Linked DNA regions of Mus musculus: regions 1, 2 and 4 are each linked to region 3. Evidence: chromatin contacts called from public Hi-C and promoter capture Hi-C data. All regions are on one chromosome and are shown on one strand. The core of a region is the stretch at or near the end of the contact, and the rest is flanking DNA. Distances in the headings are between cores, read along the strand shown. Region 1 holds the start of Prr18 (proline rich 18). Region 2 holds the start of T (brachyury, T-box transcription factor T). Region 3 holds the start of Pde10a (phosphodiesterase 10A). Region 4 has its middle 35 kb from the start of T.

Region 1 (3,090 bases), core at 319-2,818, 460 kb before region 3:
TCTCACAGCATTTAGAGCCTCTGGAAGTGCCATGTCCTTCCCTGTAGAATGGGCAAGGTAATAGGAATGCTCGACACAGACCTACATCAGTATATGTCACCTCTTAAAGTTATTAGACTGCCTACCACCCCCACCTCTGACCTTCAACCCAGCCATTCCTGTTACTTCTGGACACCTGAAATCTTAGGAAGCAATCTGAACACGGGCAGGAAGCAGAGGATTTCAGACATCACACATTTCCACTAGCACACGTGACATCTGGGCATCCAGCAGTTTGTGGCATTTCCTCCAAAGATGACCTCCCCAGCTGTACCTACAGAAATGGCTCCTGACTCCTTTCCCCTAATATTCAATCTGCACCATGCTTACATCTCCATCCCCACAACTACCTAGAAACTAGAACCCGGACTAAAACGATACAAGCGTGCTTCAGTGTCTTGGGAGCTAAGCTGCCCATGTTCTAGTGGCCTGAGCTCAAGGCAGAGCTGGGTCCCCTGGCAGGGGCAGAAGGCTCCTGTGAGCCAGAGAGCTCTCTGGAAGCTAGCGAGCTGCCTTTGCATAGAGGGAAGGTGATGGAGATGCCTGTGTATTTGTGGGACCTATGCCAACTTCCTGGATGCTCTGATGAGAAAAGCTTCCGCCCCCCACAAGTTCCCTTGGCTACCCTGGGCTGTGAGTGTCCAGTTGCTACTGGAAAAGGACAAACAGAAGAGGAGGGGGTGGGGTGACTGTTGGCACAAGACACAGAGGCTTACCCACTTTCCCATGTGCTCACCCTGGGCCAGAGCTATTCATTGTGCACGGGGAGCAGTCTTTTAAGTCTAGCTGTTTGTTGCTCCCTTTCAGTGAAACAGGTGCCCGGTAAATCCCTTTGACTTGTAGGTGCATTGTCTTCTAACTGTTGAATGGCTAGCTTATTGGATCTTTCAGTGTTGTGGTTATGTTTTCATGTATAAACAGCCAGCTTCCCTTGTTTGTACAACACATGGCATTGCAGGCAGTCACTTGATAAAACAGAACATGTCATATATTTCCTATGTTGCTATTGTATAACAAAACCTTGCCTATTCATAGACAACAATGGCTTTAATGTGTAAATAACTCCCAAGGAGTGGTATCTTGGGATACAATGCGGGGGGTGGGGGGGGACCTAGGTAGCGCCTAAAAGCCCCACCCGGTACTGGCGGCTTTCTCTGCTATTCCAGATTGGCTCCAAATTCCTCTCCGGAGTCATCTGAAAGGATTCTCTGTCTAACGTGCAGGACTCCACCAGTGACTTGGTGCTACCAGTTCCCTTGAGACCTAGCTCTCTGCTTCTGATGGACTAATCCTTCACTTCTCGAGCCATGGGAGAACGAGAGAGGAGAGACTTGGGGTACTGGGTGCCAGCTCCCGCCCCTGCGAATGTCGGGCACTTTGTCTCCAGCGTTCAGCAGTCTGCGATAGCCGCAGCCCCTAGCAGCCCGGGACTTGGCAAGCCCTTGCCAGCGTGCGCTCCTCCTCCTGCCGCCCGGCCCAGCCCGGCGCGTCTCGGAGGTGCGATCCAGGCGACATCCAGATTCACCAGCAGTGGGGCGGCTGCTGGCGTGACCGAAGGACCCAGCTCGGAGCACACGGAGGGAGCTCCCGGGGTTGCCGAAGCGAGGGAGGGGCGGGAGGCGCCTTCGCTTGAAGGAACTGGGAGGGAGCGGGAGATGCTGCGGCTGCTAGCAGGTGGGTGTGCGGGGAGCGCGCGGCGATCAGCAACGGATGGGGAGGTGCCGGGGGTCGCCAGACCAGTGGGGCGGCTCCGCGCGCGGCGACTGAGACCCGCCCCACCCGCCCCTCTCCTTCCAGGACACTGATGCTCCGCTTGCTCGGCAGAGTCATGTCATTCCTGCCTATGCCGCCGCCGCCGCCACCACCACCGCCGCCCCCCCGAACTCCGGGGGGCCCCGCTGCGCGCCAGCTATCCCGGAGACCCTGTGCGCCGCCCGCGCCTTCACCGCCCGCTGCCTCCGCCGCCGGCGGCGAGAAAAAGAGGAGGCCGCCCGAGATGCTGCTCTCCAGCTCCTGGCCCTCCGCCACCTTGAAGAGGCCCCCGGTACGGCGCGGCCCCGGCCTGGGTTCGGGCACCCCACAGCCGGCTACCTCCGCACGCGTCCCGCCCCAGCCCTCTCCGGGCCGTGGGGGGACCTCGACCACGTGCTCCGCGCCCCGGCGGGTCGCCTGCAGCCACATCCCAGCGGGATCCACCGCCTCGGGGACCTCTGCGGGGGCGGGGGCTGGGCCCGACGACGCCACGCGCTTCTCCTTGAACCTCACCCCAGAAGCCATCCTGGTCATCCAGAGGCGCCACCTGGAGAAGCAGTTGCTGGCGCGACCCCGCAGGCCCTTCCCCACACCCTCTGCCGACCCGCGGCTCCCACTGGTACCCTGTCCCCGGACCAGGGCTTCGACCCTGCGGAGGGGTGGCCCCACCAGTGTCCCCAACGCGCCTCTGGCTGTGGCTGTCAGCAGCCGCCCTCCCCGTGCCTCGCTGCTGCCAGGAGGTCTGCAGGCCACTCTGCCCAGCCCGTGCCCCTCCAGCCTGCGCCCAGTGCTTAAGGTGTCGCTGCTCAATGAGAAGCACAAGTACGATGATGAGGAGTACGAGGAGGAGGTGGAGGTGGTGGACGAGGGCCTCGTGCGCAAGTGCACCGAGTGGCTGCGTGGGGTCGAGTCGGCGGCAGCTGCGAGGGGCCGCACAGGGCATCTGGACTCGCTGCCACACCTGAGCACCCTGTGAGGCTAGGTGGGCCTGTGGGACCCAGCCTGGCTTGAAGCCCACGGCCGCCTCCTGGGCTCCTTGCACACCTGGGCTCTTGTGAACCAGGTAGGCCAGCAAGGGACAGGACTATTGCCTGGTACCTTCCCCAGGTGTGCTTATTCATGAGTGACCCACAGGCTTTTCTAACGCCTCACCACCCACCTCCTGTGCAATTAGGTCAGCGTGGGACACAACAGACTCGCCTGACTCTAGCAGCTGTCCCCTGCTCCTCCTGCTCCCCGCCCTCCCTAATGTGGGGGTCGGGGGAGGACCTGTGAAATGCCTTCTAACCTCTCACCCTA
Region 2 (3,073 bases), core at 545-3,044, 370 kb before region 3:
TGCCTCCTCCTCTTTGGAGAACAGTTCCAGAGCAATCTTCTACCAGCTTCCTGAACGATGGCGAAAATCCACTTTTGACCAACAACATTCCCAGGACCGGCTCCGCCTTCACGCCAGAGGTTAAACGCGTCAGTGACATATATTAGTGACCCAGCCTCCCTTGACTTTCATGTCCTCCTCCACCGAGATTTATTCCTAGTTCCAGGAAGTCTCAGGCCTTAGCGTCCCCGAGGGTAGAAAAGGTGAAATCTCCCTTGTATACTTCTGCAAACCCACAACACAAACTGGCTGGTGCTCATTGCAGGAGGGTCGGGGTTGGGCGCAAATGAGAGCCTTTTGGTGTCTGTAGAAAGAAGTGTCCCGCTCCTCTAGCCAGAGATTTCTTTATATCCTAGACCACAGAAAAGCAGCCGAACACCCCAGTATTCAGTGGGAAAGGGCAGAGGAGGGTAGTCTAGGGCATCCCACCCCAGAGGTTGGCTCCTGGAAAACCGTCTCTCCCAGAAGTAGGGGCAGGTAGAACCCACAACTCCGACCCCAAAGACTTCCCAGGGAGACTCTCAGAGAGACAACGAACTCAGAATTGAGTGCCCCCACCTGATTCAGGGGCCTCTTCCAAGGAGCTTCGGGATAGGATAGGAGAGTGGAAGACGGGGAAACGGAGGCTGGAACCCAGAGTCTCGTTAAAGAGCTGGGCGCGAGCTCTGGCTTCCTTCCCGCTTCCTGGGCTCCCGTTTTAGAGGAATGTTATTGTTTAAAGAGACCCCATTGAACTATTTCCTGCTCTTTGTCACCTTCCCCTCACTCTCCCGGCAGAGGTTCTCACCGAGAGGCAATAAACCAACTGCTGCCCACACCGCATGGCGAGGCGGGTAGGGAAACGCGCGCAGCATGCGTTCCAACAATCCCCGGCGCAAAGAGACCAGGGACTCCCGGGGCCACATTCGGTGCAGGCGCATCCACCGTCAAAGTCCAGCTTTTATGTGGGACGCGAGGACACCTCCTACTAGGGTCGCTATCTGTTCGTCTATTTCCCTCTCTGGACAGATCCGCATTGAGCTTCCCTCTCCACGCAGGTGAAGGTCGTGGGGGACCTGGATGCCGAGGTGGGAGTTAGTGGCAGTCCATGGGGCGAGGGGACGTGTCCCAAAGCTGCCACACCTGGGGAGGCTGAGGCTTTGGAGAGGTCAAGGAGACCCGGGAGACGCCGATCCGCCGAAGTCCCTCTCAGGTGCGCGCAGCGTGGACACTCCGCGGGGCAAAGTCGCAGGCGCCGGTGTGCGCTTGGACAGCGCGTGGGAGTGGAGAGTTTAGCAGTGGCTCTAGGAGCCAGGGTCCTGGGTGGCTCCAGCCCGGCTTCTCGCCCTCCCTCCCCCAGGGTCCGCCCCGCCGCTTTGATGGAGGTGCAAACATTTGGGGGAGGGCGGGGGTGTCGGGACTGCGCCCGACGCTTTCCTTACAGGAAGCGCGCGCTGGAGCCCATTGTTGGCCCCCAGCCTCCGGGCCCGCCCGGCCAGTCTGATATGGCCGCGCACCGCCAATGGGCAGCTGCTCGGTACTTCAAAGGGTGTCCCGCCCAATCCGCCGCACCCCCCTGCGAGGCCACCTCGGCTGTATTTATGGGGAGGGGACCCATTTTTCTCTTCCCCAGAGACTTACTCTTGTCGCGCCTTGCGGGAGTTCAAGTGGAGCCACGGCTCCCCAGGCCCTCTCCCCCATCCCCGCCCCCTTCCCCCCTCATCCCGATCTCGGTGCTCCTTTGGCGAATGTGCAGGGACCCAGGTGTAATCTTTGGGCTCCGCAGAGTGACCCTTTTTCTTGGAAAAGCGGTGGCGAGAGAAGTGAAGGTGGCTGTTGGGTAGGGAGTCAAGACTCCTGGAAGGTGGAGAGGGTGGCGGGAGGATGAGCTCGCCGGGCACAGAGAGCGCAGGGAAGAGCCTGCAGTACCGAGTGGACCACCTGCTCAGCGCCGTGGAGAGCGAGCTGCAGGCGGGCAGCGAGAAGGGAGACCCCACCGAACGCGAACTGCGAGTGGGCCTGGAGGAGAGCGAGCTGTGGCTGCGCTTCAAGGAGCTAACTAACGAGATGATTGTGACCAAGAACGGCAGGTAGGTGCGTGCTGCAAGCCGGCAGTCTGGGGCCTGGCGAGTGCCCCTCGCCTCGGGGAGAGCATCTTTTCTTCCCAACCGGCCGACTTTGTTTCTTCCCGCTGAGTTAACAGCTCCCCAGAGGATTCCTAAACCTTGGTTTCTCGGGAACTTTCCCCCTGACGAAACCTGAGGAGGAAGGAGGCATTCGAACTCTAGGGTTCCTAGGTGTATACTGGAATGACCAGGTTTGCCTAGGGGGCCGAAACCCTTGGCTAGATTTGTCCCTCTGCTGTCCCGAGAACCCGTGGGCTTAGTGGGGGGAGATGATTTGGTTCCTGAACTGAGAAAGTTCAGGCAAAGATGCTTGCGAGACCGGTTGCCGGGGTCCTCCTCTTTGGCCGGCATCAAACACTTAGTGCAGGCTCCCCCTCTCCAACGGATGGGTCCTCCTGCCGTGCGCTGTCTTTTCCAGGAGGATGTTCCCGGTGCTGAAGGTAAATGTGTCAGGCCTGGACCCCAATGCCATGTACTCTTTCTTGCTGGACTTCGTGACGGCTGACAACCACCGCTGGAAATATGTGAACGGGGAGTGGGTACCTGGGGGCAAACCAGAGCCTCAGGCGCCCAGCTGCGTCTACATCCACCCAGACTCGCCCAATTTTGGGGCCCACTGGATGAAGGCGCCTGTGTCTTTCAGCAAAGTCAAACTCACCAACAAGCTCAATGGAGGGGGACAGGTAAGCCAGTGCAGAAGACAGCCTCTGGGCCCCAGGCCGAAGGGAAGAGCCTGGCTGGGAGCTTAGAAAGACACCACCAGCCTTTGTCAGCCCCACAGAAGCCACCGTGGCCTCCTTCCCCAATTAAATCTTTAGTACTGTTTATATTAAGCTGATGAGGGTTAAGCAGGGCCTGGCAAAGGGAACTGGGAGTTCTCCCTCACCTTGGAAGGGTTGAAGAAGGCCTGCCGCTTGGGAACTGGCTCT
Region 3 (3,506 bases), core at 172-2,671:
ATTTTGTGTGCGAACCCTAGTTTGCTCCTTCTATCTTCCAGACCCACCAGGACAAAGTGGGCTGACATACCTAAAGTTCGCTTTAAAGTGGGTATTGGCAAGGCAGTCCCGGAAAGAACCGCCTTTTGAGACATTCTAATGGGAACTCTGCCTTGATTTTAAACTTGCTAAATGTCCAAATTTGAATCCCCCCCTCCAGGAGCTCTGACCAAAAGCCTTCTCTGTTGATACTGCGGGGCTGGAGAGAGGATTCCCTGGTTCAGGTCACCCGCCCACAGGCGGATGTGGTTTGCACACAGCTGGAACAGAGGCTAGGCTGTGGGTTTAGCATCTGGAACGCCAGATCCAGATGTGCCACCTCCAGGGAGACTAGCGGGCCAGGGGCACACACCACACGCAGAGTGCCAGGGTGCTGGGACCTGAGTTCCAGTGGACGCGCAACGTGGGCGCGGGCGGTGGCGGTTCGGGGAGCGCCTGCTCCGCCAGTGGGCGTCTTCTGCCGCCGCCACCACCGCCGCCTCCACGGGCAGCAGCACTGCGGCGCTTTTCTCCGCTGCTCTGGAGCAGCCGCCGCGGCTCAGGCGCCGGCCGGAGCTTGCACACACCACGCCACGCCCGCAGGCAGCGTCCCGGCAGCCTCGCCAGGCCGGGAAGGACGCGGATCGTGCGTACCAGCCCGCACCCCGGCGCAGCGATCGGGACTCGTCCCCCCGCCCGCGGTCCTATTGAATCCCAAAGGGAACACGATGTGAACCCCCGGGCCGGAGAGGCACCCTAGACCCGAGAGGCGGACCGGACCAGAGCCTGGGCAGCGTCGCGGGGAGGGCCGGTGCTGCGGGGGCGGAGCCCGCAGAGTCCGGGCCGCCGCGCCCTCCCGCCTGCCCCCCTTGCAAGCTGGGGAGGAGGGCCATGGCTAGCCCGGAGGAGCGGCTCGCTCCCCACCCCCAGGCCCCACTGCGGGAGTCTGGGGACGAGCCCGGCCGTGTCCAAGTCCCTCTGGAACCCCGGTGCGGCGCGGCCAGCGGGCGGAGTACAGTGGGCCTGAGCCTGGCCCGGGAGCTGCTTGGCTGCAGCCGGGAGGAGCTAGCGGCGCCCCCGCCCCTGTCCCGGTCCCTGTCTCCCGCAGGCCACGCCAGCCCCACTGGGGGCCCCAGCGCCCTCTCCGCTCTCCGTGCCGGAGGCTGTGGTTGGGTGGCGGCCCGTGCTCCCTGGGCGCTTGCCTTCTCCTCCCCTGTCCCCTCCTCCTCCTTTTCATCTTCCTGGTACTTCTGGCCGCCGCCCCCCCTCCCCCCTCCCCCTCTTGTCCCCTCCTCATCTGCCTTCCACCTCCCCGCGCGTCTCCCGAGAAGGGAGGGCGCAGCGGCGGCTGGAGGAGGAGGAGGCGGCGGCGGCGATGCTGGCGGCGGCGGCGGAGGAGGAGGACAAGAGGCAGCTCCCTTGAGCGTCCCCCCAGGCAGTAGTCACCGCAGCAGCGGTGGCAGCAGCGGTGGCAGCGGCGGGCGGCGGCGGCTCTTCCTCTCGCCTGCGATTCAAGGCTTGCTGCTCCCTGCCCGCGCCGGGCCCCGGCCATCTCCGCCGCCGCGGCTTCCCCTACACCCGGGTGCACGCCGCGCGGACTCCTCGGATTTTCCGGGCGCCGGCGGGGGCTGCCCTGGCCTCGGCCCCGGCTCTGCCGCCGGTGGCCGAACTCTTTGGCGGCCCCGAGGCGCCGCCTTCCCCCTTGCCACCGTTTGGCCGCTGCCCTTCGGCTCCGACATGGAAGATGGACCCTCTAACAATGCGAGTTGCTTCCGAAGGCTGACCGAGTGTTTCCTCAGCCCCAGTAAGTGGCCCGGCCCCACGTTCCCCGTGGCCGGGGTGGTTTTCTGGCTTGGTGGGGACAAATCGGGGGTTCAGATCGTGGGGTGGGGAGGGAGCTGCTACGGTAGTGGGTAGTCTGCAAGGTGTGTGTGTGTACCAGACCAATATTGGCCAGTGGGTCTCAGGAAGCTGGTGGCACCTCAGGGACGTTCGGGACCGCCCATCAGCGTAGGGACACCCGGCTTTCCCCAGCCCGGCGTGCGCACAGAGGAAGCGTGACCCGGAGGGTGTTGGAGCCGGACGTTTAGAAACTAACCTGCTTCCTAGAGCTGTCCCTGGCCACATTGACCCGACTCATGATTTAGACCATCAAGTTTGTCACCGATTACTCTACATTTCTCTCTAGCCTGTGATCACTTGACTGGAGTATATATGCTTCCTTCCACTGGGGGGGTCCTGGGGATCTAAACCGCTGGATTCCTGACGCAGCCATGGGGATAGGCAAGGCTCAGGAAGCCCAGGATTCCAAATGTGAAGGAGGGCTGTGCCCGAGCCTGCAGTGACTGTGTTCTGGCGCGCGGACCAGTGGTATGGAGCTGGGTGCACCCACCCTCATGAAAAGGACGCAGCACTTTCCCCCCGCCCCCCAGCCCACCTCACGCAGATTCTGGGGAGCTGGTGCAAGGGTGGGTGAAGAAAGCCAAGGAACAATGGGGCGTTAGCATAGAAGAAAAAGGCACCTCTGGTTCCTTCGGACCCGCGGGACAACTGTAGCATGACCTTTCTGACCTGCCCCTCCCGGGTGCAGGTCTGCAAGCCTTCTGGGGCAGGGGCAACAGAGGGCGTGTCATAGGGGGAGGGGGACAAGATTGAGCAAAGAAGTCAAAAGCAGCTTCACTGGAAGGAAGGAAGGAAGGAGGCAGGCAGGCAGGCAGACGATGTTTAGGAAAGAAGCTCCAGACGCGCAGAGGAGGGAGTCGCTGCTGTTGTGGATGGAGGGTGAGCAGGGTGAGGACCAGAACACCGGGGCGGGAAAGGGACCAGGCGGGACCTGGTGGGAGAGTCTGTGCTCTGAGAGGGCACATCCGTGGGAAATTGTGAGACTCGGGCATCTGCTCCACCCTGAGCGTGGATTTGGTGCCACAGTCCACCGCGTGCGCACCGAGCCTTTGTCTGCTTTCTCGCTGGTAAGCCGCGCTTTTTGCCTAGCTTTCTCCAGGCAGAAGCTGCCAGGTTGTAAATGAGCTTTCTTGCTACTGCTCCTAAGTACCACTCACTCCTTAACGGGAGTGGACCTCCGCGCAGGGACATGGGGTGTCAGGGTTGAGACCCTCCTCAGGACTGCTCTAGGTGTGTACCCAGGAGCCCCTTAGAGTCTAGCCACCAGGTGGGTGACCATGTTCCCTTCTGGCTGGGTTGACTCCCGCAATCCTGCTTCCCTGGCCCTGGGCCAGTCCACAGTAGCCACATGACCCAGTGGCCACTCACACACCTGCAGGCAGTATTCAGCAAATCTCTGCTTAGACTTGCTTGTTGACTCAATTGCCTTGAAGGGTGTGGACTCCATGCTCCCAGCTGTCCTCCGAGCCCGAGGCTTCCCCCAGGTGTGTACTTCCCCCATCCCTGTATATGTGATTTATGGGTGCTGCACATGGAGCATCTTCGTACGAGCTTGTACTCTTTCCCTTAGATTGTGGTCGGCAGAG
Region 4 (3,349 bases), core at 375-2,874, 330 kb before region 3:
CTCTCTCTCTCTCTCTCTCTCTCTCTCTCTCTCTCCTCTCTTTCTCTTGTTAGGAGACAGAGTCTCCCTGGAGCTCTGGCAGCCTGGAACTCACTATGTAGACCAGGCTGGCTTTGAATTCATAGAGATTTGCCTGGCTTGTCCTCTCTAGTGCTGGCAAGCGCCACAGGTCTAGTTGACCTGTGGATCCTTACAGAACCCCAGTGCCTTGTTTCTCCGGCTGTGTTTTCTTGGTTTATTTCTCGCTGGTTTCTTCTGGGAGAAGGTAGCCTGTGGCCTGTACTCCCTGAGGTAGCTAGCCATTCCTCCAGTTTTCAGTAGGACTTTCCCCAGCTGCTATGCTCTGAGGAGATACTTCATAAAAATTGTACTTAATCACTTTGTTTTAAAGTAATATAAAGCAACTTATTCGAATTATGTATCTATGTGAAAATTCAAATGAGACGAAGAAGTTAAAATTAACTTGTTAACTCCTCAGCAAACTTCTTTCCCCAGCTCTCTCTGCACCTGTATGGGTCTGTGAATACATCTCATGGGTGGCCTTCTTCACAGACACTGAACAAGCATTGAGGAGAGCAGCCTCTGTCCCCGATGTGCGACAGGTGCCCTGGTAGATTACCACCTGGGTGGGTAGACATGGATAGAAGTCATTTCTTGTTTCCCATTCATTCCAGGATGTTGCTAACACTCTGTGCATCCTTCCTTTGACGGATAGTCCCAAACCCTTGCTGAAGCAGGAGCTTCATTGACTGGGCTGGACAGGCTGTCCTGAGAGCACATGTCCTCCTGGCTGTATGTCCCTGGTGTTAGGATTGCAGATGCACACAGCTGTGCTCAGCAGGTTTTTTGTATTGGTTCTGGGGGTTTGAACTCAGGTCACCATGTTTGTAGGGCAAGTGCCTTACTGACTGAACTGTCTGCCTGGCTGAAACTTATGGATAATTAATGATTACATTTGTGAAAAGGTTCATCCTTCTGTCCGGCTTCACAAGGGGTATTCTGCTTCGGGGTGGGGGCAGGGGAAAGAGGGAGAGGAGAGCTGTGTTCCCAACTGGAAAAAACAGGCCCAGCTTTCCCTCTTTGGGAAGATTTAAAACCTGGCCAGGGTGGTGGTACATATCTGTTAGCTCAGAACCAAGGAGGGAGAGGCAGGAGGATTGCCTTGAGTTAGAGGCTAGCTTGGGTTTATCTTGTCTCAAAGCAAAATAAATGATAAACCAAAGGTTGAGCCCCAGGGCTTTATCAGGAGACAGCTGGCTTTCTTCCACCCCAGTCCTGTGTTGTGAAGAAGAGCCCACCTGCTGGAAGAGCAGCGGGAGTCTTGGTAGAAATGGGGTTCCACAAAAGGATGGAGTAGAGGCGACTGGATACCCAACCAGGACCAGGAGGCCCTTGCTCCAGGAGTCCTAGCCCTAGGTTACAGATATCTGGTAGGGACTTTGTGCTGCGTTGGTGAGAACCACCCTCCCGGGCTTCCCGATCGCTTTTTCAGACGGGCTGAGCTGCTGGATTCCCTGGGATCAGTGTTATTGATCCCTCGAGGGAGGCACGTTTATCAGCTGTCTCAGACCTCAGTCCAATGGGGATGGAGCGACATTTCGGAAGAAGCCACCAGAGGGCGCCTCAGGATGCTCTGCAGGCCCGCGTCCTGTGGATGAGGCTGGAGCCACAGCAGAGCCTAGCTAAGGCAATAGAGGAAGATGCTGCGCTAGATAGCAACATCATGACTGATGAACTGCAGGGCAGGACTAGAAGGCCATAGCTGGAATTGACAAGTCTCCGCTGTGAGGACACGGAGATTGCTATCCAGCCCGGAGGCTTTGCAGGAGGTGTAAGGGACTGCAGGGTCAGGTCTGAGCTGGGATACAGAGAGAAACCGGGCTTACCCTGTTGAGACTGTCTGGGACCCCAGTACCCACTGAGGGGAACTCAGATTCAAGAGCCAACCCAGCTCAGTTTCCACTAGAACTTGAGGCTGGTTGGTCAGAGGGATTCAGAGGAAGATTATCAAGTTTGGAGCTCTTCCGCTTTTTAACGACTGTGCATTTTGAGTCAGATCCCTTGTGTTTTGCCGTCGCGCTGTTGAGATCTGCGGATTCACAGCCAGGCCGACAGTACAGAGAGGTTTTCGTCTTCTGTGAATGTCTCTGTAGTCTGTGTGTTGAACCTTTTCTTGTACAGAGCTTTAGAGTTTGGTTTTCAACTTTTGCTTTTGCTGTCTGTGTCTTGGGATCATATTAAAAAACCGTCTGCATAATCCGTCTTTTCAAGGGATGGTCACCCCTTAACTAGTTTTCCAACACCAAGTGGTCAGCCATAAAAACACATTCCTCCAAGCAACATGAGAGTGACTGGTGGGACCAGGAGACAGCTACCAGCGTGGAAAGACTGGTTAGGTGTTGGGACTAGCCTCCAGATGATGAGGCTAGCCTGGACTACACAGTGACCTCCAGGACACCTACAAGTCGCCCTACTTCACAAGAACAAACACATATGAAAAGGACATTTAGGGTATTTTAAGAATATTAACACAGGGCTGGAGAGATGGCTCAGTGGTTAAGAACTCTGACTGCTCTTCCAGAGGTCCTGAGTTCAATTCCCAGCAACCACAGGGTGGCTCACAACGGTCTGTAACTTGAGTTCCAGGAGATCCTCTGCAGACATATGTATAGACAATGCACATAAAATAAAAACAAATAAGTTACTGTAAAAATTAATTAACTCGTCAACTTACTAACACATTGTGTCTTTTTTTGGTTTTTGGTGCCCTTTTTAATTTCTTTTGTCTGTATTGGGTAAGTTGCACTATAAGGGCCATCCACTCCTGGATTATATTTCTCTCCAGGTAGTTTAATACTTCCTGCCACCATTATGAATGAGATTGCTCTCTGAATGCTTTTCTCAGTGTTGTTACCGGGATATAAAAACCTCTTAATCCGCATGCTGACTTTTATGTCCAATAACCTTCTTAAATTTGTAGGTCAAATTTTAATTATTTGTTTTTTAGTTTTTATAGACACGATTGCTTATTTTTATAAACCCTTACTATCCAGATCACTTCCTTTCTCTTGTCTTATGGCTCTGGCCCAGTATACACTGATAAATGTGTCCTTTTGACCATGCTCCATAACTCTCATAGATATTCTTAATTTTTTTCCTTAAATAATTTTTGCTAGATAGTTATGTACAATTTTCCAAGGCTCATAAGAGTATTTAGGATTTTTTTGTTTCGTTTTGTTTTTCGAGACAGGGTTTCTCTTGTGTAGCTCTGGCTGTCCTGGAACTCACTCTGTAGACCAGGCTGTCCTCGAACTCAGAAATCCGCCTGCTTCTGCCACCCAAGTGCTGG

Evidence for each region. Promoter capture Hi-C pulls out the DNA fragments that hold promoters and counts their contacts. Hi-C and Micro-C count contacts between places; a contact is called where the count stands out from the background.
Region 1: a contact with region 3 is called in a promoter capture Hi-C map of embryonic stem cells. The contact joins the promoter of Prr18 here to the promoter of Pde10a in region 3. A contact is called at or near these places in 3 of 39 promoter capture datasets (all in embryonic stem cells), 4 of 484 Hi-C or Micro-C datasets (all in embryonic stem cells) and 1 of 115 datasets of contacts at active chromatin or transcription factors (embryonic stem cells).
Region 2: a contact with region 3 is called in a promoter capture Hi-C map of embryonic stem cells, with 97 read pairs. The contact joins the promoter of T here to the promoter of Pde10a in region 3. A contact is called at or near these places in 9 of 39 promoter capture datasets (cranial neural crest, embryonic stem cells, frontonasal cranial neural crest and 3 more), 34 of 484 Hi-C or Micro-C datasets (cranial neural crest, differentiating embryonic stem cells, embryonic ectoderm and 3 more), 7 of 115 datasets of contacts at active chromatin or transcription factors (all in embryonic stem cells) and 1 of 9 other capture datasets (embryonic stem cells).
Region 4: a Hi-C map of the N1E-115 cell line shows a contact between it and region 3, with 5 times the contacts expected there. The contact joins the enhancer-like site here to the promoter of Pde10a in region 3. A contact is called at or near these places in 1 of 39 promoter capture datasets (embryonic stem cells), 1 of 15 datasets of contacts at CTCF or cohesin (the NIH/3T3 cell line), 8 of 484 Hi-C or Micro-C datasets (the C2C12 cell line, the N1E-115 cell line, cortical neurons and 4 more) and 2 of 115 datasets of contacts at active chromatin or transcription factors (embryonic stem cells and forebrain).

The regions. Positions count from the first base shown.
Region 1 is chr17:8,339,171-8,342,260 of GRCm38.p6, forward strand. It overlaps Prr18 (proline rich 18), which reads left to right and starts at 1,569. Exons shown (of 2, transcript NM_178774.4): 1 at 1,569-1,713; 2 at 1,837-3,090. The coding sequence starts at 1,844. The coding sequence ends at 2,767.
Region 2 is chr17:8,432,629-8,435,701 of GRCm38.p6, forward strand. It overlaps T (brachyury, T-box transcription factor T), which reads left to right and starts at 1,795. Exons shown (of 8, transcript NM_009309.2): 1 at 1,795-2,108; 2 at 2,563-2,827. The coding sequence starts at 1,903. LOC115486424 reads left to right here and starts at 32. Exons shown (of 3, transcript XM_030250191.1): 1 at 32-119; 2 at 817-872; 3 at 1,077-1,900. The coding sequence starts at 861. The coding sequence ends at 1,862. RefSeq lists a promoter at 1,252-1,910.
Region 3 is chr17:8,800,324-8,803,829 of GRCm38.p6, forward strand. It overlaps Pde10a (phosphodiesterase 10A), which reads left to right and starts at 1,422. Exons shown (of 22, transcript NM_011866.2): 1 at 1,422-1,822. The coding sequence starts at 1,756.
Region 4 is chr17:8,467,282-8,470,630 of GRCm38.p6, forward strand. No RefSeq gene overlaps it. Among named protein-coding and RNA genes, the nearest start is that of T, 35 kb to the left of the region's middle. Within about 2 kb of position 1,625, at least 24 of the 459 cell types and tissues checked have an H3K27ac peak or open chromatin away from gene starts, as enhancers often do. A contact at or near this core is called in the N1E-115 cell line, forebrain and stem cell-derived neural stem cells, where this site is marked.